Regions from separate parts of the Sus scrofa genome. Here regions 1 and 2 are each linked to region 3. Evidence: chromatin contacts called from public Hi-C and promoter capture Hi-C data. All regions are on one chromosome and are shown on one strand. The core of a region is the stretch at or near the end of the contact, and the rest is flanking DNA. Distances in the headings are between cores, read along the strand shown. Region 1 holds the start of DSTN (destrin, actin depolymerizing factor). Region 2 holds the start of DTD1 (D-tyrosyl-tRNA(Tyr) deacylase 1). Region 3 holds the start of MGME1 (mitochondrial genome maintenance exonuclease 1).

Region 1 (2,998 bases), core at 222-2,721, 380 kb before region 3:
TCTTTTCAAAGTGTGACATTAGCATCACCTGGGAATTGTTAGAAATGTAGTCTCATCTCAGAAATTCGGTCAGAAACTCTGGGGGGTGGGGCAGCCAGATCTATCTGACTTTAAGTTCTCTTTCAAGTTGAAAACCACTGCTCTAGCCTGCCGAATATCTTGAAGCAGGTGGTGAAGGTTTAGAATCACCATAACCTACTCTCTTATAAAAAAGAAAAAACAAACAAAAAACAGAAGAGTAATGAGAAATCAGCTTCTACGTTGAATGGCCAAAATAATAGTCACAGGCAATATAGATTTTATACAGTGCTCAGAAAAAAACAAAAAACATGTTGACCATCTTGTCCAAAAGCCTCACACTGGGAGAATTAAAATAGTTTTAGTAGAGCCCGTGATGTTTTCGGTAGCCTAAATTAAATAAAACTTAAAAGTAATCATCCTGACTGTAAATTCTTTGTTTCCTTTATTCCCCACAAAACCCCCTCCGAAAAAAACACTGGGATTCCTTTTGGCTCTCCGAAAATTGTGTTTCTGATGCAACCGCCCATTAAAAAAACGCAATCCCAAATTAAAAAAAAAAAAAAAAACAAAACCCAAACGTAGCAGCGGGGCTGGCGCCACCATCCCAAGGCAACTCCGCCGTTTCCCAGCCACACCCCTGCGATCTGCAGGGCCTCCTTCCCCGGGCTGTACCCAAAGATAAATAAATCACTCCTTGTTTTTTTCCAGACCTGAAATTAGCAGTGACTCACAGAGCACTTTGAACGGCCACAGTCGCCTCGGGAAGGAGGAAAAATGTGCAGATTTTTCCCCTCTCCCGAGGACCCGACGTTCCGGGCTGGGCCAATCAGGGGAGGATAGCGGGAATCGCACCAAAGTAGGTAAAAAATGCGGGACGCGTGCCCTTCAAGACCGCCCGCGCTAGGGATCCCGAGGGTCCTCCCTCCGGTCTTCTCCGTCGCGGGCCCCGCCCACCCTTTACCCCCAACCCTCTCCCCCCCACGCCACGCCGTCCCGCGCCCTCCCAGGCCCGCCCCTAGCGGCGGCGCACACCTGTTGGGCCAGGTGGCTACTTCCATGTAAGGGCAACGGCGGTGCAGTGGGCGGGGTGCCACATGGCTCCGCCCCGGACCCTCGCCCGCAGGCGCCAGTCCAAGCTCCGCCTCCTCTTCCCTTGCAGTTGAAGGAGGGCCTCACCTCCGCCCCCACGGACACGAGATGATGAGGGGTACCTAGTCCTTCAGTCTCCAGAAGGTGAAGAAGATCCCGCCGGCCAGGCGTCTGAAGGGCCGCCTGGGCAGAGCGTTGCTAGGCCGGCCGGTTGCGTAGCAACGGTGGGCAGCGTGTGACGTGCGCAGCCGCGTTAGGGCCCGAGGCGCGCCCGCGCTCCCGCCCCCTGGTAGGCTCACGCCCCGCGTCGCCTCGCGGCTCGATACCTCGGACCAGCTGCTGTGAGGTGAACACTCGGTAGACTCGGCTCCGGCCGGCTCGGTCTCCCGCGCTTCTGCGACCGCCGAGGCGAACATGGTGAGCAGGCGGGAGCCCGAGACGTTGGCTGACGCGGCTGTGGCGCCGCGGGGGTCGGGACGGAGGGGGAAGGATCCGGGCTGGGCTGCAGCCTCCCGGGGGCAGGGTCTCGGGCTCCCACCGCCCGCGGACTTGCTGGGCCCCCGCGCCCCGGGGCGGCCCCCCGGCAAATGCGTCGCTCGGTGCCGCCGTGAGCGTCGCCTCGGCGGTGCCTTTCGCCCGGGCCTTGGTAGACTGGCCGGGGTCGAGCGCGCGCCACCGCCCCGCCGCCCCACAGCGACTTCGACCCGGGGCCTGACCTCCCGGGGTGGGGGCGTCGGAGTCCGGCGCGGGCCTGATTAGCGCCGGTTTCGTCGAAGCTGGGCGCGGAGGCGGTCATGACTCTTACGAGTTTCGACCGGTGAGGTTTTTGTACCTCGTTAAGGAGATGCTGGATTGAGCAACCCTGGGGGGCGGAATGATCATCTACGATCCTGACCCAGGCAAGATGAGGATCGGGGTGTGTGTGTGTGGGGGGGGCGGCCTCGCGGTCGCTTTGTTTGTCGCGTCTGGCAGTCAGCTTCCAGCAGCACTCTCGTCGTACTTGTCAAGCTAGGCAGTGGCTCTTTTAACCCCTGACTGTCCGGTTTCTCCACGTACGGTCAGAAATTTTCTTTAAACCGTAAACAGTTTTGCTCTGCCAAACCTTAGCGTGCAAGGTGTGGGCATGATGCTGGTGATGCTAATAAGAGTGAATGAAAAAGCTTTTTAAAGTCCATTAAATCATCCGAGTCACTAAAACGTGAACAGATGTTCCGTATATTCTAGGCGTTGGAGACTGCTTAATTTACGTATTTCCCCTTCCAAACTCACTCTAATTTGCTGTAAAACTGTTCTTAACTGGATGAACAAGTAGAACATTTTGTTATTTTCTTTAGTCTGCACACGTTGTTACCATTTTTGGTCAATGATTTGCAGGCAAAGGCTTACCACATTGCTAGAAATATTACACTGTTACTGCATCTATCTGCCTGAAAGCAGTTGGTACCAGTGTATCTGCATTAAAAATGTTATCACTGGAAAACAGTTTTGGTTTTCTTAAGAAATTGCACCTTTCATGGCTATGCAGATTGGCTCATTAGTGGAAGAAAAAGAAATTAGTTTTTCTAGTCTTCAGTGGTTTCTTGATGACTTGAGGATACGTAGCCGGAATGTATTTTTCAGTTTTTGATTTTTCCTTAATTTAATTCTGTAAGCTACATAGAGGATCAGCACTTTAAGACTTAAAATTTAAGATTATACTACTTTGTATTATTGCCTTACATTGAAAGACTTAATCTAAGGATTTGGGGTTCTCATATATTTAAAACCAGCCACGCTTATGAACGCTCATGAATCAGGTTGGAGCATGCCTTCTAATTTGATATAATTTTATTTTCTGTTTGAAAATAGGACAGAGTCTTTTTACTTTAAAGTTCAAGTTTAAAGCCTA
Region 2 (3,120 bases), core at 240-2,739, 430 kb after region 3:
GCCACAAAGGGAATGCCTGGCTTCAATGCCTACCGATTCAACAGTCCAAGGACCCAAGTGGGTAAGGGGACATCAGAGTGACTTTCCTGCTTCTGCTGTTTTCTCAAAGTCCTTAAACTCAAACATATTCAATATGCTGAGTTGCCATATATGGGGTAGAGAGTCCTTATAACCTGGGGGGGCCCTGTGGGGCCTTCCTGTGACAGCCCTCCCCTCATCCCATAGTACCCAGATAATAGTATCTGATAAACATTTCTGAGTTGTTTTACAGATGCTAAAACCCCCACCAAATGGAAGAAATTAAATACTTGATCATCCTGAGCAAGTAGCCTCCAGACATACTAGCACCTAAGGATTGATAATTGTGTGTGTGTTTGTGTCTGTCTGTGTGTCTGTCTTTTAGGGCCACACCGAGGCACATGGAGGTTCCCAGGCTAGGGGTCCATTTGGAGCTGTAGCTGCCAGCCTACAGCACAGCTCATGGCAATGCCAGATCCTTAACCCACTGATCGGGCCCTGGGATCAAAACCAAGTCCTCATGGATGCTAGTCGGGTTCGTTAACCGCTGAGCCATGATGGGAACTCCAAGGATTGATAATGTTACCTGTGATGGTGCCCTGTTTCCTCACCATCAGCTAGAGAACTGTGCATGAGCTGATCACATGCCCTGTGACCCCCCTCCCCACCACCTGGTTGAAACCTTTCTGGGAGTTTGGAGTTATTGAGCATGAGACACCTGTTCTCCTAGTAGGGCGCCATTACAGTCAACACTGCACGTTCCCTCACCACAACCTGGTATCAGTAGATCGGCTTTACTACACATGGGCAAGCAGACCCAATTTTGTTTCCAAACCCCATCACTCTACACCCACAAGTACTGTTACACTGTAAGGGGACACATGAGAGGGGCTTGTTTTTATCAGTGATACTAATTTGTCAGGGTAATACTTGTACAGTCCTTTCAGCTTCTAAGCACTTGTATATTTTATTCAAATCTTTTAACGATCCTGTGAGAGAGACTAAGCATCAGTATTAGAGAAGGGATTAGAGTAACATAGTCATGTATCTGCAGTGTCCTGACATGGCTAAGTCAAGTGAATACGGAAACACTTAAATGGCTGCTTTAGGCAGTAGATCCTCTTCTATCTGGCTTCTGAGGAACCACTGAGACAGGAAGACAAGGGAAAAAGAATTTGGGAGGGTCTGGGGCCTGAGGGGTGGAAAATGAAAAGAGAAACACAATTAGGATTAGGAGTCTGGACAACAAAGCTGGGATTTAGTTACGACTGGTTCTTAGGCCCGAGATGTGAGAAGAAACAGGTGCAGAAACTGCTGTCAGGGCACCTGTGAGTGTGGCTGGGGGTGGGGACTGGGAAGGGGGTTGCTGGATCCCAGCGTTGGGGCGTGGCTCAGCTGTGGGTGGGGCAGGATCGAGAATGGGTGGGGCCTATGACGGGGGCGGGGCTATACTTAGGGCTCAGGTGGGCGTGACCGACGCCGGCGGGAACAACCTGTGGGTGGGCGTGGCCGACGTGGGCGAGCTGCCGACTAGCGGGTCCTGCAGGGCCGCCCGCGCACTTCCTGGTGTCACCCGCAGAGGGCGTCTGTCGCCGCGCCGCCTGGAGAGTCTCGAGGCCGGAAGCCGTCCGGCGCCGCCCCGCTCGCCCCAGCCGCCGCCATGAAGGCCGTGGTGCAGCGCGTCACCCGGGCCAGCGTCACAGGTCAGTCGGGCGGGGCCGGGCCGGGAGGAGCCGCCCCTGACCCCGCGCCCGGCCGACACGGCCACCCCCGCGAGGGTTCCCCCGCGCCGCCCCGGGGCAGCTGCAGCCCTGCGCGAGCTCGGTCCCCGGCGGCGCGCAGCCCCGGCCGGCTTGCGGTGCCGTCCACGTGCCCGGGGGGTCCCGGCGCGGCCCGAGCTGCAGGGTTTCCGCTTAGGGTTCACGATGAACGCGCCTCATTATTTTCACCAGCGTTTCTTTCAGTCCTGAGTGCCAGGTGGCCGAACCTCCTAGCATCCTCTGAGCACCTCTGTGGCCCGTTCTTCGTGGAATGTTGCACAAACAACATGTAGGGAGCATTTCCGGAGCAAGAACTACCCATTTTGCAACCTTCTGCTCGACATTTTCCTTTTGTTGCCCATTTTCTCCATATCCCAGTTTTGATGGAGCTTGACGCCCAGTGAGATGCACAGCTGTGAAGAGTTGTCGGTAGGGGTGAGTTCTGACCGTGTGTCCGCCCACGTGCCCAGCGCCCAGCCCCGGTGCAGCGCGTTCCTGCCCAGGACTCCCCTTCCTCACCGAGCCCTGAAGGGACAGTCAGAATCTAAAGGATTCAGGATGAGATGTTTCTCTTTTCCACCAGTTTCTTGTTGACCAAGCCACCCAACCATTAGTCATCAGTTGATCACTGTAGTCTGGTTTGAGCATCAGGGGTCCAGATGATTAATGGATAGAACGGAGTCGTTTATATTTTTGTTTGTTTGTTTTTTTTTTTTTACTTTTTGGTGGCATCCGCAGCTTGAGGAAGTTCCTGGGCCAGGGATGGAACCCGCGGCCACTGCTGTAAGCACAGCAGTGACAATGCTGGATCTTTAACTCACAGTCACCACACATTTCCTAGAAGGGAGTCGTTTTAAAAAACTCAAGCCAAGATAGTAAAGATATCAGGAAATTTTAAATGACTAATTTTAGATTATCTTCCAGTTTTTTGTTTTTTGTTTTTTTTGTTTTTGGCAGAATTCTAATACTGTTTCATTCAGGTAATCCTAGATAGCCTTTCCTTCAAGCCAGTCCATACCAAGTATGTGTTTTTGTGTCCAGGAAAGTATAAATCTAAAACCAAAACAGCAAAATCCCGAAGAAACAACCAAGCTCAGTAAAACCATATATTTAGATTTGAGATTCTACTTTCCAATCCTGCGTAATGATTTCTAAGCTGTTGTGGTAGCTGGTTTTGGTTATGGTCCTGGAGTAATAGGGAATAGGATAGCTCTGGGCTTTATGGAATTTGAGAACTGGGTTTTTTTTTTTAGCATTTTAGTTAATATATGTAACTTCACTAAAACTGGGAAAATTCATGGAGGAAAATGTCTTTTTTTTGGCTTCTGAGAAGTATCTTGCA
Region 3 (3,211 bases), core at 317-2,816:
CCTATTCTGCTAGAGAATGAGATTCTGTGGTGGGGAAATTATTAAAAACCAACCATCGTTCTACTATACTAACAAATAATGAGGTCGGTCTAGCTTTTAAAGAGCCCTCTAAACTCGATTCTGGATCAAGAAGGTGCCAGGTGGGGAGAAATCAATCTACCAAAATTCCTATTCAGCCATCTGCTTTGGAATGTTCTAGAAAAAGAATCGTTCTCAAGTCCCCACTTCCGGCTTTGGGAGGGGGTTACTTCTTTCAACTTTAAAAGAAAAATACCCCAAGATCCCAATTTCATTTCGGTAACTAATACAGCAATGACACCCTTACTGGAATAACTCAGCAGCTGTATCTGAGCTTTGGCACAAACTAAAGTTTCTCCAAGAGCTATGGATCAAATGTGCCTTAGATTGCTAAAGAGATCCTTCCAGGTTTCTTAAATTCGAGAGTGCCTCCAATTTTTAGAATAAATTTCATTTTCTGTCAGATTAACTTCTGTTGACGATTTTGCACAAAACGTTGCTGCTCATACCAATCTCTATAAATTTCAAAACGGGTAAAGGACCAATAAAGGCGGAAGCTTGCCCGTAAACCTTTTACTAGCTAAAGTAACATGAATTTATTGCATCAGTTACCTTTCAGACCTAAAGATCTAAGAGCCTGGGGGTAATTTACATAATAAGTCTTCAACTATTCGAGCACCTACTAAAAATGACAGAACCTCCACAGTGACGCATTTAGCGGTTAATTGTAACGAATACGCTGCATATTTGACTCGATAAAATTTCCCCAGTATCTGAGCCAAAAAGTTTTCTCGAGGGAATGGGACGCGGATCGGAGGCAACAACAACAAAAAAAATCAAGCTGTCATTTGTCGCAACAGCGGATTTCACGTTCACAAGCCGGTCTCCACCGAGCCAAGGGAAGTTCCAGGAACTTTTCCACGTCAAGCACGCGCTCCCGGGTCTCCAAGGAGCGCCCCAGGGAGCCCAGAGGGAGGACAGCCCTGGGGCCCCAAGGAGTAATCCGCGGCCGGGGGAAGGAGTGTGGGGTCCGGGAGATCACCGGGGCCTCCCAAGCTGGAGCCTGAGGGTGGGCAGGGCCTCACCTTGCTGCGATCCTCCTCCTGCTGCTGCAGCAACTCGGGAACCGCGGCCATGGCGACGCGGGCCTCGAGCGGGGCCGCCTGGCTGTGCGAGGAAAGAAGAGGCTGGGCCGCCGCCGCCGCCGGGGAGCCTCTCAGGGGCGGCCGCGGCCCCGCCTCCGCCAGCCTCCCTGCCCGACGGCGGCGGGAGGCCTCGGGACTCCGCCACCATCCCAGCAGCCCCAGGAAAGGCGAGCGGCGCCCCACGTGCTCCCCCTGAGAGGCCTCCCCCGTCCCCTCTGCCGTCCATCTTGGAGCCGGGCAAAGAAGTTACTCGGGGCCTACCCTCGCTCCGGGCCACGCGGAAACCGCCGACCGTAGGGCCGCGACGGAAACGCGGAGCCCTTAACACCTGCCAAGTGAGGCGCCTCTCGCGAAAGACCGTGCGCTCGTGCGGGGGAAATTTATTACTCAGCCAGAGTCCAAGATGGCGACGACCTCTGACGTAAGCAAAATCTCGTGAGAGAGAAAAGGCGCGATTCGGAGGCGCCCGCGCTTCGGCCAGCGGGGCGGTTCTCCCCATGGTTCCTTAATTGTCAATGGAGAAGAACGAGGGACTAGGGGCGGGACGTGAGCTCCGCACTGCATGCTGGGACTGCGGTTTGTGGGGCGGGGCCTAGTTGGGGACGGAGGCGCGGGACGGATGAAAAGTACGCGCCAGAGGGTTGTTCACACCCTGGGAGTTACCAAAGCGTGGTGGCCTTGAGGTACCTACCCCTGCCATGGGCTGGGCTTCTGTTTAAGCTGCCTCTTCCCTCATCCTGACTCCCATTCGAGGGGCCGCAGGCGACATCTCCCCCACTATGGTTCCGCCGCTATCAGAGCGGGAGGCCTCCTTGGGGGAGTATGGGTTAGTGGGCCCTGGGGACTGCCGCCCTCCAGCTCAGGAGCTCCTTAAGACTGATCTCAGTAGTGCCCACTGAGTGTTAGGGGCTGAATGAGAAATCACACAGAATTAATTAGCCAAGAATCTAACATTTGGGAATTAGTGGTAAACTTAACTATGACTGGCATGCCTCCTCTAGATCCTGGTATTTCTTTTTCTTTTTTTTTTTTTGTCCTTTCTAGGGCCGCACCCACGGCACATGAAGGTTCCCAGGCTAGGAGTCAGAGCTGTAGCCGCTGGCCTAAGCTGCAGCCACAGCAACGCAGGATCCGAGCCGTGTCTGCGACCACAGCTCACGACAACACCGGATCCTTAACACACTGAGCGAGGCCAGGGATCGAACCCACAACGTCATGGTTCTCTAGTCGGATTCATTAACCACCGCGCCACAACGGGAACTCCGGTCCTGGTTTTTCTTTACACACGCCTCCCTTCCTAGGCGTAGTACTTCTCCGTATTGAATATTGGAGACATCTTGCCCCAAACTGTCTTCTAGTTCTCAATAACTGCTGGTCCTTTAAAAGTAGTTTTGTCTGAATATTACCAACCTTGGCTGCAGCATAGGCTATAAATCGACAGAAGGGTTGTTGGGGCAAGGAATAGCGACTTTATTGGAGAGCAGGCACTCAGAGAAGATGGTGGAGGAGTGTCCCAAAGAACCATCTTATCAGTTAGTATTCAGGCTTCCTTTATACTAAAAGGAGGGGGGAATTCCCATCATGGCTCAGTGGTTAACGAATCCGACTAGGAACCATGAGGTTGCAGGTTCAATCCCTGGCCTTGCTCAGTGGGTTGAGGTTCCGGCGTTGGCGTGAGCTGTGGTGTAGGTCACAGACACAGCTCAGATCGTGTGTTGGTATGGCTCTGGCTAGGCTGGCAACTACAGCTCCAATTCGACCCCAAGCCTGGGAACCTCCATATGCCACAGGAGCTGCCCAAGAAATGGCAAAAAGACCAAAATAAATAAATAAATAAAAGGAGGGGAATGTGGCTGGTTGTTGCCAACTTCTTGGTGCAGGAATCCTTTGCTCTTGCTACTGTCCTTGTAGACCCAGTCAAAATGTTCCTGTAAACCTCAGTAAGATAATTGTGGGGCTTTTGTTTTATTTTTGTCTCTTTGAGGCCGCATCTGCAGCATATGGAGGTTTCCAGGCTAGGGGTCAAATCAGAGCTGCAGCTGCGGGCC

Evidence for each region. Promoter capture Hi-C pulls out the DNA fragments that hold promoters and counts their contacts. A called contact is a pair of places that touch in the nucleus more often than the background predicts.
Region 1: a contact with region 3 is called in a promoter capture Hi-C map of liver, with 6 times the contacts expected there. The contact joins the promoter of DSTN here to the promoter of MGME1 in region 3. A contact is called at or near these places in 3 of 5 promoter capture datasets (fetal liver, fetal skeletal muscle and liver), 1 of 47 Hi-C or Micro-C datasets (heart right ventricle) and 2 of 2 datasets of contacts at active chromatin or transcription factors (alveolar macrophages and skeletal muscle).
Region 2: a contact with region 3 is called in a Hi-C map of liver, with 6 times the contacts expected there. The contact joins the promoter of DTD1 here to the promoter of MGME1 in region 3. A contact is called at or near these places in 2 of 47 Hi-C or Micro-C datasets (heart right ventricle and liver) and 1 of 2 datasets of contacts at active chromatin or transcription factors (alveolar macrophages).

Annotation. Positions count from the first base shown.
Region 1 is chr17:25,997,359-26,000,356 of Sscrofa11.1, forward strand. It overlaps DSTN (destrin, actin depolymerizing factor), which reads left to right and starts at 1,472. Exons shown (of 4, transcript NM_001004031.1): 1 at 1,472-1,527. The coding sequence starts at 1,525.
Region 2 is chr17:26,809,650-26,812,769 of Sscrofa11.1, forward strand. It overlaps DTD1 (D-tyrosyl-tRNA(Tyr) deacylase 1), which reads left to right and starts at 1,490. Exons shown (of 6, transcript XM_003134277.6): 1 at 1,490-1,721. The coding sequence starts at 1,679.
Region 3 is chr17:26,379,995-26,383,205 of Sscrofa11.1, forward strand. It overlaps MGME1 (mitochondrial genome maintenance exonuclease 1), which reads left to right and starts at 1,567. Exons shown (of 5, transcript XM_021078251.1): 1 at 1,567-1,584. The coding sequence starts at 1,567. It overlaps SNX5 (sorting nexin-5), which reads right to left and starts at 1,683. Exons shown (of 14, transcript XM_021078329.1): 1 at 1,425-1,683; 2 at 1,104-1,185. The coding sequence starts at 1,154.